2 separate regions of the Gossypium arboreum genome follow, and region 1 is linked to region 2. A link is a contact called in public Hi-C data. All regions are on one chromosome and are shown on one strand. Each heading gives the region's core, a stretch centred on a gene start, on an enhancer-like site or on the middle of the called end of the contact. The rest is flanking DNA. Distances are from core to core; before and after follow the strand shown. Region 1 holds the start of LOC108467725 (probable alkaline/neutral invertase F). Region 2 holds the start of LOC108467418 (UV-stimulated scaffold protein A homolog).

The links. A called contact is a pair of places that touch in the nucleus more often than the background predicts.
Region 1: a contact with region 2 is called in a Hi-C map of leaf, with 2.6 times the contacts expected there. The contact joins the promoter of LOC108467725 here to the promoter of LOC108467418 in region 2. A contact is called at or near these places in 2 of 5 Hi-C or Micro-C datasets (both in leaf).

Annotation. Positions count from the first base shown.
Region 1 is chr8:27,402,577-27,409,138 of ASM2569848v2, forward strand. It overlaps LOC108467725 (probable alkaline/neutral invertase F), which reads left to right and starts at 2,288. Exons shown (of 6, transcript XM_017768476.2): 1 at 2,288-3,316; 2 at 4,184-4,630; 3 at 5,258-5,816; 4 at 6,266-6,562. The coding sequence starts at 2,504. The coding sequence ends at 6,558.
Region 2 is chr8:27,146,365-27,153,091 of ASM2569848v2, forward strand. LOC108467418 (UV-stimulated scaffold protein A homolog) reads right to left here and starts at 3,381. Exons shown (of 2, transcript XM_017768021.2): 1 at 3,067-3,381; 2 at 641-2,798. The coding sequence starts at 3,264. The coding sequence ends at 972.

The sequences.
Region 1 (6,562 bases), core at 1,038-3,537, 260 kb after region 2:
TCTTTAATTACGCACACATTCGGCCTTAGCTCACAACAAGGTAGCCGATTACCTAAGTCAAGAATAGGCATCATTAAGCTTGCCTCTAACCGAATGCATGCACCATAATTCCCCTCATGTGGCCGATTATGCTTAGTCATTCTTGCATAAAATCAAAAATAAATTGCAAGATTTTCACATCATATGTGTACTAGGCCGAATGTACATGCAAATTTCACAACATTCTTCAACAAACTTCTTCTTTAAACAACATATTCATCACTTTCTTCATAATCAAAATATCATGTGCAATCATATATACACATATAAGTGCAAGGTCAATTTCAAGGTGTCCATAGCCATCCAAAACACAAATTTTAACTAACATGCAAGAAGCATGAACCATGCTCATGAATGCATCATGGCCGAATACATCACAATCATGACCCTTTCAACTTCAATCATGGTTAAACAAAAAAAAAACTCAATGTCTTACTTAAAATTGGTACAAAGAAGTTTCAAGAGTAGTCAATCCATCATTGCATGCATCATTAGCAAGCTTCACATTTAGCATGCAATGGCTTTAACACCACATTTACTTTGGCCGAATTTCATTCCCATGACATTGCAAAGATTTGAACCATGGGATACCAAGAACATCAAGCTATCAACTAAAAACATGCATGAATTTCATGGCACAATCTCAAACATACCTTAATCTTGATGCAAGTTTAGCCAACCTCTCCCTAATCCTCTTCCAAAACAAACATGAAGCAAAATTTCTTCCTTCCTCTAGTATTTTCGGTCAAGAGAGAATGCAAGGTTGGATGAACAATTTTTTTCTTTTTTTCATCTACAATACACGGCAATGGGGTTTCACACTCACACTCACATTTTTTTTTCTTTCTTTATTACCCATGCTTATTAGTTTATCATTTCTCCCTAATGCCCAACAAAACATGTTTCATGACATGTTTAGCCCATGATTCCTTGTCATGGCGGCCACTACATCTTGGGGGAAATTTGACATGCAAGTCCTCCCTTTGACTACATGCACTATTAGGTCCTTATAGATTAGCCTTTCACTTTTCAAAAGTGTCACACAAGTCCTACTAACCTAATTCACATGCAATCGGCTAAATCGAACTTGAAATTTTCACACATTCATAATTACATATTCTAGACAATAAATTTTACATTCAAACATTTCGGTGACTCGGTTTAGCGGTCCCGAAACCACTTCCTGGCTAGGGTCAATTTTGGGCTGTCACAGGATTTGTGGTCTCGAAACCACTATTCCGACTAGGCTCTATTTTTGGATGTTACACTAATTCACTAAGTAATAATCCTAACTCTCTCTCTACTTGTCCAACTTTTGACCTTAGAATGGGTAAACTGACTTCTTTCGACTCTATCCCTCATTTTCATCCATTTCCATTAATACCATGCATCAATAGAAACATGAAGAGCTGTTTTACAACTTCCATAGAAATGAGGTTCCAATCAAATCTATGATGCACAAGTGTGTAGTGCAGTTCGTTCCCATACATAAGCAACATTCAAACTGTATGGGTTTCAATTTTTATTTTATTCTTCTTTTATAAAATTTTAATTATTTTCTACAATTTTAGGAATTTTTAAATGCAATTTTATAAAATTTTATACTTACATTGAAAAATAATTTCTTAATAAATTTATTTTTTTAAAATTTGTATCCGTTTTAATTTTTAGAATTAAGATGTCAATGAAATTTTTTTAAAACTTTTAGGACTAATTTTTTTTATTGAATAGCAGTAAATTGATAGAATGCCTAAATATTGGAGGGTTAAATTTGCTCGTATGTCGATAAAGAAAAGCCCATGTTAAACCTTCGTTATTGATTTTACGGTTGAGTGACAAAAAATTCTAATTTTGAGAGCTTTGGTGACTCTATTAAAAAACTTTATAATTAAGTGACTAAAATAGAATCACTCTCATAATTGAGTGACCAAAATAGAATAACTCTCATGGTTGGGCGACTATTTGTGTTGTTTACCCAAAAGAAAAATGGAAGAGTTTATGGGTTTGTTTGTGTTCCCTTTGGCGCCCAAAGCCCAACGGCCTCCAAGGTCCCACTATAACTCCTCCCGCCACTAAAAACTGAAAGAAGTTCACAAACAATTTTGTTAATCTCTAAAACGCCCCTCCATTATGAACTTCCTACTTGTCACCCAGGGAACGAAACGGAGAGGGGCAATTTCGTAGATAAACTAAGTATTGAGACCTATTCTTAAACAACTTCCACACTTTATTTTTTTTTTCCAACCTCCAAAACGAACCACAATTCGGTACCCAATCGCTCACGCCCTTTAGGCTTCCATCTCTGATCCATTTTTGCATTTTTTTCCTTGTCCGTCTCTCACTATTCTCTCCAGCAGTTTCAGTCTCTACGAAACGAAGAGGGAAGACCTGAGAAAGTTATCTCTCTCTAGAGGGCACGATATTGTGCATTTGTGCTGCTCATATTTGATTCTCTTCTTTAAGAATGTCAACTTTGAGATCCCCGTGTGATCTTTTAGAAGATGTAAAGGAAGCAGAGGTGGTTCCTGCGCTTTATTTTACTCTTTCAGTCGGAGATAGTGAGAAAGAACTTGGAGATTCATCGGAAAAAGAGGTGAAATCGCCTGATTTTTTTATCGTTCTTAAACACGAAGGACAGTGCATCGTGACGCCTATCGAAGAACAACCTTCGGAGACTACCACGGAGAAAGGAGCTGACGACGCGAGTGAGAAATCTTTTGATTTTATCATGTTTGAGAAGTCTAAATTTACCGAGAAATCCCTGTGTTCACAAAATGAAGAGGAAGAAGCTCTTGAATCTCCTGAGGAAGCTTCGCAAACTGAAAATGTAAAATGGACGGATAATGGAAAGACATCTCTAGAATCAAACCAGCGAGAGAGTCCAAAAATATCAACAGAGATATTTCAAGACACAGTCGGAAAAGAAGAGTCATCCAAATCGGAGGAAGAAAATGAATCGACTGACAAACTTGATAAGCCGATGAAGACGTTAAGAGTGCAGAGCAACGAGAACATCTCCAAATCCAATAATGCAAACGTGGCGCAGATGTCACTGAAACCGTCTCCTAGTGTAGGTTCGAGTCTCGAGAACTTGGAACTCGACAGTTTATTGCCTGCGGTCAGATCCGTCGATAGTCCTCTAGGGAGTACGGAAAACGGTGCGATGTTGGAAGAAGCGTGGGAGGGACTACAAAAATCTTACGTATATTACAAAGGCAAGCCTGTCGGTACGCTCGCTGCTATGGATCCTATCGCCGAGGCTTTGAATTACAATCAGGTATATTATGTTTAGTTTTTTGTCATCGTTTTTGTTTTCTTTTGATTTTTCAAATCCAGATATCTCCCTTGTTTTGTTATATTATCATTTTCTTTTGTTTGGCTATTTTGCAATGAAGCTTCATTTGTCTTAGGTGTTTTCTCAACGGTCTTTCTTTAGCCTTCAAATCCATGCTTGTTAGAATCCATTTTATCTTCAGAATTTTGCTTACTGCTGTTCGCTTTCGCTATAGCATTTTGAGGCATTTTCTGTTTTTGTGAATGGTGTTAAGGAAATTCCTGTTTTACATGCATGATAACCATCTATATCTATTTCTTATGCTTATTTTCCATCCATGATAATCATCTATATCTATATCTAATTCTTCTTCTTATTCTTCTACTTATATAACTTCGGTTCCTGTTATGATTTGCTACGAAAGTTCTTGTGCCTTTTAGTTCTGTGATCTTTTCGTCTTCACCTGGAAAATATGTGGTCTAATGTACACTTCTTGACTTGCCCTTCATATATCTGCAAATTTCGTGGTAATGCCGGAGGAACTAATTAATTATTATATTATATTGTGAGTGGCATAAGTCGTTTCATCTTCAATTTTTATTTTAAAACAAACGAGGAAGAGAGTTTTCCATACAGGTGAAGATTAACGATCTTTGTAGATGCCTTTGAGAGGAATTACCGTACGTCATTGTTACATAGCCACAGACTAAAAACATGCATTATTGCTTGATCAAATTCATAGTGCTTCTGTTTTTCTGAGTTTGATAGCTAGCCCATAATGTTATGATTTCAATGAAGTTAAAAGCCTTATTAATGCAGGGGTGCCCTATTGAACTCAATCAATATTCTTTCCCCATTCTTATATTGCAGGTTTTCATAAGAGACTTCGTTCCCAGTGGCTTAGCCTGTCTAATGAGACCTGCCAATGCTGGTGGCGATCCAGAGATAGTAAAGAACTTTCTGTTAAAGACTCTCCACCTTCAAGGTTGGGAGAAAAGAATTGACAATTTTACACTTGGGGAAGGTGTCATGCCTGCAAGTTTTAAAGTACTTTACGATTCGCATAGGCAGAAGGAAACCTTGGTTGCAGATTTCGGTGGTAGTGCAATAGGAAGAGTTGCACCTGTTGACTCTGGGTTCTGGTGGATCATATTGCTAAGGTCGTATACCAAATGCACGCATGATTATACTCTCTCAGAACTACCTGAGGTGCAGAAAGGAATGAAGCTGATACTTAATCTTTGCCTTTCAGATGGTTTTGACACTTTTCCTACACTTCTGTGTGCAGATGGGTGTAGCATGATTGATAGGAGGATGGTGAGTCTTCTAGTTATTATAGAAGTTTCCTTTAACTTTATATAGAAGTACTTGTTTGAAAACATGATCGGGAATTAGACTGGTTATTGTCACAACTGCTCCTAGTGTTAAGCGTAATTGCCAATCTAAGCCACTTCGAATCTTCTTCTATTTTCATTGTTCTAGTACCCTTAGATCCTGTGATCAGTCTCTGCATGATTTTGTTCTGGCCCTAGTCTAGTACCAGACGGCTAAAGGGTTTTCCCCCTAAATTCTTGCTTGTTTTTGTGAATGAGTAATGTGATGTAGTTCATATATTATTGTTTGAACTCATTTTATTCACTACGGGGCAAAGCTGGAAAATTTATATTGGGGAGCTAGAATTGAACTGTAAATTCTTTTGGGGCCAATACACAAAATTTACCATTTTATTAGTTATTACTTTACAAATTTTAAGAGCCTAAAAGGGAAATTTTACCAAACCAAGGGGGCCAAGGCCCTTGCCTTCCCCCTGGTGCCGCCCCTGCTGCAATGCTTTGAGTTGTTTTGATATTTGGTCGGTCGCTCCTACTCTTTTTCTTCTTTTTACCCTCATTGCTCTGAACTGAGTTTAATTAGTGGAATTTAATGTGCTTCCTTTTTGGGCAGGGAATTTATGGGTACCCCATTGAGATTCAAGCACTTTTCTATTTTGCACTGAGGTCTTCTAGGCAGATGCTAAAACCAGAGCGAGATGGCAAGGAACTAATTGAGCGTATCGATAAGCGCATCAGAGCTCTCAGTTTTCACATCCAAAAATACTACTGGCTTGATTTCACACAGTTAAACAACATATATCGCTACAAAACTGAGGAGTATTCCCACACTGCTGTCAACAAATTTAATGTCATCCCAGAGTCTATTCCTGATTGGGTGTTCGATTTTATGCCCTTACGTGGGGGATATCTGATTGGTAACGTCAGCCCAGCTCGAATGGATTTCCGCTGGTTTCTGGTTGGAAACTGCATTGCAATCTTGAGTTCACTAGCTACACCTGCACAAGCAACAGCAATTATGGATTTGATTGAGGAGCGCTGGGAGGACTTAATAGGAGAGATGCCTTTGAAGATAGTTTATCCAGCTTTGGAGGGTCATGAATGGAGAACTGTCACTGGGTTTGATCCAAAGAACACACGGTGGAGTTACCACAATGGTGGATCATGGCCAGGTATTTCTCATGTACTTACAGTTCCATAGTAAGTTATTTGCAGAGTTCAATGATTTAAGTTGCCTTGTCGCATCATATGATATTGCTTTTAGCTGGATCATTTATATTTCCAGTGCACAACAGGCAAGCTCGAGATCATGTAGCCTTTCAGGATTAACCAGCATAATCTTATGATTAGACTTAGTAGGGTGTCGAACCTTCTTTTTATTAGACGAGGGATTCTCCTTCTTGCATTTCGGCGAGGTACCGGTGTCGTCCCTTAGGCAATGTGTTTAGCCGGGGCTTTGGTGGTTTTCGGCCTTTCTTAATCTTAGGCCCAACAGTGTTAATAGATTGCATCCAACGAATTTAGAAAGCTCAAGAATGAAATGAATATGAACATTTGATTTCCTTGAAAATGTTTATTTGTAAAGTTCCTTGACCTGGTGTATTGAACATTGTCCATGCAGTTCTGATATGGCTACTCACAGCAGCGTGTATCAAGACTGGAAGGCCTCAAATTGCAAAACGAGCCATAGAGCTGATTGAACAACGCCTTTCTAAAGACGGCTGGCCTGAGTACTATGATGGCAAGACCGGGCGTTATGTTGGGAAGCAAGCAAGGAAATATCAAACATGGAGCATCTCTGGCTACTTGGTCGCTAAGATGTTGATTGAGAACCCAGCCAATCTCCCCATCATCTCTCTTGAAGAAGACAAAAGGATTGCCAAGCCAAAGCTCACCCGCTCTATCTCATTCTAGAAAA
Region 2 (6,727 bases), core at 2,131-4,630:
CATCCCCATACGTCATCATCGTATAAATATGCATATTGAGAGAAAGAATGGGATAATAATAGCAAAAGGAGGTGACTTGGGTTCAACGTTACTTCAACTTGAAAGGGAAATTAGGCTACTTACTAGTAGAGACAAATTGTAATCCTGTAGGCTGAGGATATAACAAATGCTGAGATTCGACAATCTTTTAAGGGTAAATACATGAACCAATTGGGTTCAAATTTTGATCATTTAAATTAAACTGTAGTTAGTGATTCTCTGTTTACTGGTTTAAGGAGGGTCACCTACTGGCCCTACTGCATTAACTAATAACATTGATTGCCAACCAATCTAACATATAAGCAAAGCAAAAATACAGTTCCAACCTTCCTTCTATGTCCCATGTCTGACCTGGTTTGCTGGATTCCTCCTGGTTTTGCCAGTTGTTTGGGATATTATAGCAATTGTCTCTTGGAAGAACTTTGAACCTATATAAATTATCTGAACTTTCTTTTAATGGGCGCTACATGCTATGGCATAGACCACGTAAATCATGGATATATATAATTCCTTGCATATAAGATGTAAATTTACTAGGCAATTTCATTTTGTTAATTTTAACTGTACAACATAGCCAATCAACCAGCACGAAGTCTATTGCTTTATTGCATAGAAAACCGATCTAACATTCTAGCTCTTTATTTATATTCCAAGAATTAACAAAACAAACACGTGAATATCACAAAACTTAAAATATGAGGTCTATTGCTTAAATGCTATCATGACTGATTGAAAACGACACAACTAGACTCCTCAAGCTCATAGAGGAATTTGATCGAAATAGCTTGATTAATGCAATTAATATTTGATCGGTTTGTGCATTATATAAGCACAGGAACACCATTGGAATTTGTTTGCCCAGTACTTCCCTATGGATTTATCGGCGTAACACTTCAAGAAATGCCCGATAACTTAATAATAAGGAAACCCATCTACCATTGATTGGGAAATGTTTCTCTATAAGTTGCATCCTCACCCTGGGTCATCTGTCTTAGCGTTGCCTCTGTTGCCCGGGTGTTCAAAAGTCTCTGAGCTAACCTATCTTTCGTTGTAACTTTCTTCCGCAGCATTGATGCTAGAGTTTGTTTGTTTCTCCCAACTGGATTCTCACCAACAGTTTCCCCCATGTCTTCTCCAAAAACTGTTGATCTTGATGTTGAAGCTATTGCAGCATCACGAAGAACAGCATCATTGTGCTCCCGAACTCTTGCTAGCTTTTCCCGCTGTAATGACTGTTTATCAAGTTTTCTCTTCCTCGCATCCTCTTTATCTCGCTCCCTAACATTCTTCACAGCTTGTTTTGCTAACTGCTCTGCTAAATCAGAGCCTAAACCAGGATCTGTATCATCTGTTGAAGAACTCTGATTGATTTGGTTTCCTGCATCATCACGAGGTATAATGGGCCCATGAAATGGGCAAACCTTCAAGTCTCTTCTCTGACAAAGTCCACCTTTTTTCAAAGGTGCACGACATGGTTGGATCTCTCCTAAGTTTTCCTGGTAAACAATCGACTGAAGATTCAATTCTGCAATTTTCTCGGCTGGAATCACGGCATCATAATCTACTCTTCCCCAGTGATTGTCAAACTCCAAGCCTTTCTGATTTAATAATGTATCCTTATTAGAGACTGAGCCCCAATAATCCATGAAAGAACCCCACCTGAGAACTGGAGCTTCAGCCAAAAGCTCACTCCTAACAGACTTTTCACTACCCGAACACTCTTTGCCCTTAGAACAACTGCATTCTTTATCTTTGGCTTTCACCTTGCAAGAAGCTGACACTTTAGCAAGATTTCCACTCTGTTTATTAGACTTCTTAGAATTCCTATCCTCAACAGATTTACTTCTCTTTTCAATGTTGGAACTTTGAACCTCCCTTCGCTTCTCAGGTTCAGTAGTACTTCCATTCTCAGTCAATCCCAAATTACCTTCCTCCCAGAAGTCTTCCTCCTCTTCTTCGTTTTTATTCACAGTTTTGGGTAAAGTACAACCAGATTCTTCACAATCCTTCTTCACAGATATGAGACTGTTTCGGATATCAATCAACTCCTTCAACATGGAATCTCGTGACCTGTTGTCAGCCACTTCAACCCTTACAAGAAGAGATATCCATTCTTGTACTGAAACCAGGTGCTTGGTTACTAAAAGCTTATACAGCTCTCTTAATGCATCGAAAACCACTTTGTTATCGCTGTTCTCATGAACCTTTTCTCCTTCCTTTAATGAATCAAGACGGATCTGCCTCAACTCAGAAGACCGAAACTCTACAAAATCTTCGTCATCCAATAAGACGTGTGGCACGCCTTCCTCTTTAGTGCGAACAATATCTAAACATTCTCCAATCTCATCAACTGTAGCCTGTATTTCTTCCTTAACAGAACTAAAATTCATCTTCAGCGTTTCAAACTTGCTCTGTAAAATCTCCCTAGTCCTTCTCTCTCTTTCCCTCCTCTCTCGTTCTATCCTTGCTGCAGTCTCCTGAAGGTTAGGAAACTGAAACCTGAGAGTATTCTTAAGATAATCAAAACCTAACCTAAGCTGCCTGTAATGAACCCCAAAAGATGCATTCCACTTCTCTAAGAACTCAATTGCCTTGGAACGCAAAGTTGATGCAATAGCCGGAGGAGCTGGGAGCGGCATATTTCTTCTAAACCCAACACTTAAGGCCAATAACTGATCTAAGTTCTCAACCAAAAGGGTTCTAAAAAGCCTAGACCGCATGAAAAGTTCATCAATTATAAGAAGCGTGAGATAACGAACCTGCAATAATAGCAAGTCTCAAAAACTCAAATTCCTTCAAACACCAATCTCTTAGCATTTTCCTTTTTCAATTTAGAAAAGAAAATAAATTATTAATAGTTAAAAGGATCCTGAATTTCGTTACAACAATAAAGACTGGATGCCCTAGAAATCCAATTGCAGAACGTGCATTAGGCAAGGAAACTAAATTTGAAGAAAGAAAGGGAAATTTAACCGAAATCAAAATCCACTTATTTACTAACTCGTTAGAGAAGGATAGATAGAAGACCTGGGAATGATCGCGTTTCATGAGGTCCATGAGGGTATGGGCGGCGAGTCGTAGCTCCGAATCGGAGAACCGCACCACTGATTTGATTGCTTTGAGAAGACGTGGATCAACCTCGGAGGCAGTCGAGTTCGTGGCTTTTTCTATCAAAGCCCAGACTTTTCCTCTCTCCTCCATCTCCATCTCCACCGGCATCGCCATGCCCCGATGTTATGAGTTTTCCAATTCTTGTTATTTATTTTTCAAAATCCCTAATTTATATAGCATCATATTATAATAACTTATCCGCGAAATTCCGTTGCGAGCAAAGTCAACAATTAACACGGATAGAGGCGAATACTGGACTGGGCTAAGGCCTAGGCTGAGGGAATGGTTAAAATTTGGTTTACAGGCCTTCAGCATGGCCCTTTGGAGGTTTTGTGTGCTGCCAAAATCTAGCCCAAACACTAAATTAGCCCTATTATGCATTTCTTTTTTTTTAATCATTATTATTTCTCTTTTCATTTTACAAACGAATTATATTATTTTCAACTTTGAAAATATTTACATTAAATCAGCTAAATCTGTGAGTTGAAATAAATTGTTGATTGAGCTCCGTTTAGACCATTATTTCAGTCAATTCATCGAGTTGAGTTTGAACAACTGGCAATAATTTTTGCCTTCACTGATTGCACCGCATTGATATAAATAAGGACAAAGTTAATCGTATATAAATAAGGACAAAGTTAATCGTACTTGTTTTCTTTGCATCTGCATAGCATTTACAGGAAGAATAGTAAATGTCTTGCTTTTCTTAAAATTCTATTTGATTATAAAAAATTGATTAAAAAATTTAAATTTTAAATTATTTGAATTAAATTAATTAAATTAACTCGATTTTTTTTAATTTTAAGTTTAAATTGAACTAAATTTTCGAATTGAATAAATTAAATATAAATTTTTTTTACTTCCATTTCACCAATTCCTCCACTCAAATCCTTTTACTTTCCCCAACAAAAAATTACTTTCCCTCAACCCCCCAAATTTTTTTCTTTTACCCTCTCCTCAAAATTTTTACTTCTCCCAAACCCCTTGCAAAACTTTTACTTCCTTTTAAGCTTCAAATTTTTTCAAATTTATGTTTACTATTTATATTATTAAATTAAATTTTTGTATTATTTGTATTATTAAATTGTTTAATTATATTGAATCTTTATCATTTTCTGTTAAAATTAAACTATTGATGATGCCATAAAATATTTGTGTTAAAATTTTCTATTGATATCAATTTTGCATTTTATCATTAAAATATCTTTTATTAAAAAACATATTTTTACATTTAATATATTTTTAATTTCAAAATCCATAGTGACAAGAATCGAAGATAATTAATGTAACTAAGCAAGCAAAGAAGCTAACTTGTATATAAAAGATTAATAAATAAATTATGAGGGATGAAAGTTAGTAACAAATTTGATTACAATAGCTGACAGTAGTTACAAAAACCCAAAGTATTTTTTAAAATTTAACTTGAACAAATATATTCAATTTAATTTGATTCGAATTCTATCTCACTCAACTCGATTTGAAAAAAATTTAAATCGAATTAAAATAATAAAATAAAATTTATCAACATAATTAACTCAAAATCTTTTTCATTCAATTTGATTTAATTTAATTGAACGCTGACCCTAATTGCTGATCATGCGTACACATTACAGTTTCTTTTCTTTTAATATACATATAGATTTTATATTTCTTTTATTGTGTCGACACTAGGCTTTCCATCTAATTGATGTTTCTGATTATACTTTATATGAAATTTGTATTCATTGGGAAATTTTGTTAAAACCTTTCAAGTCTTTCACCGAAAAGAAAAATTCCAGGAATGTAAAAGAAAAATATTCGATTAGAAACTTTAAAAATGGATAGGTATAGTGTTATTATTCGTGAAAATAATAATATTTGACTTTGTTATAAAAATATAAAATAAATAAAAATATTATCATTTATTGCAATAAATAATTTAAAATAGTTATAAAACAATTAATTAAAATGCCAACAACCTCTTAATATAATGATAGGAGTATTATATTTCTAGGTATAAGAGTTTAGGTTCGATATCAATGATCTTCATTCTTCTCCCCAATTATTAAAAATAAATGATGCTTATTATTTTATTAAATAAAATTATAATTTTACATATTTTAATAATTTCATAAAAATAAATAATTTGAAAGTTCTTTTATCTATCATTTTTAATCTAAATCACAGTTTGCTTTTAGCGACGTTTGGTTCATTAAATATTAGATTACGTTTTGTAATAAGATTATGGGAATGTAAGGTTACAGATGTAAGGTGAAATTACCTTATTTGTTTCATTTGGCTGAAATGTAAGTTTTAAGTATTTGGTTGACGGAATGTAAGATTACTCAAAAGCAAATTTTACTATATTGTCCTTATTATAAAATATGAACCTATTAACCAAATAATTAAATTAGCTAACGAGCAAGTTACTCCATGTAAAGATCTCATTTTTATTGGTGCCTAAAAACTCGATTTAAAGTTGAACTTTCTAAGAATAGCCATTTAAAACTTTAAATTGAGGAATTGATGGGAATACGAAGTTAGATAGTTGTATAAAAAAAGGAATTAAGTGAATAATTAACCAACATACTATAGTAATCAAATTGCAAGTCATTAACTAATAGAATTTAATAAAACATTGAACCAGACCTTAAATAGTAATTGAGCCATTAAAGGTGATGATCACTAAATTAACTATAAATACAACAAAGGCAAGCGCACTTATCGAATAATAGTATAGCTATGGTGAGTAGAGAATATCGTATCCACGAGGACTAAAAGTACTAATAATTATCGCCTTCTTATTATCTAGCTGACAAATTGAGGTGATGTGTTTTAATCTAAAATTACTAAACTAATTTATCTAAGAATGCAACAGAGAATAAATCAAACAAATAATCGAATAATAACCAATGGGATAGACAATACCCAGGACAGAATCCACCTAGACTTCGCTTATTATTATGAATCTAAATTAAACGATTTATTCACTTGTGTCTTGATCCATAGAAATCCCTAAATTATGTTAACATATCTTTTAAGAGTAAGAACAACTGACTCTAGGTTGATTAATTGAAATCTCTTTCTAATTAAAACCCCTATCATTGCATTAACTCGATCTATGAATACCCCCTATTGGATTTGACTCTAATCTAGTAGATTTATGTTGTTCTTTTTCTAGTATTGCATGCAACTCCACTAAATTATGGTAGATCTATTCTTAAATAGGGACTTTTGCTTCACTGAATTAAGCACATTAAATATGAATTAATATCCTGAAAATATTAAAACAAGAAATTAGTACACATAATTGAGAACAAGAATCAAGTATTTATCATGTAAATCAAAAATCAAATAATAAATAGGTTTCATCTTCCCAAGGTATCTAGGGAATTTAGTTCATAATCCTGAATAGAAACATCTCAAAGTCAGAATAACCACAAGATATAAAGAAACTAAATAAAACTTAGAAAGAAATTAAAGGGAGATATTGAATCTTGATGAAGATCCGCTTTTGAGTTGGTTCCGATGGCGTTCTTCAAGTGTTTTCCTTAATCTTCTCTGGTTTCCGCATTATGTCTTCTTCTAATGGGTATTT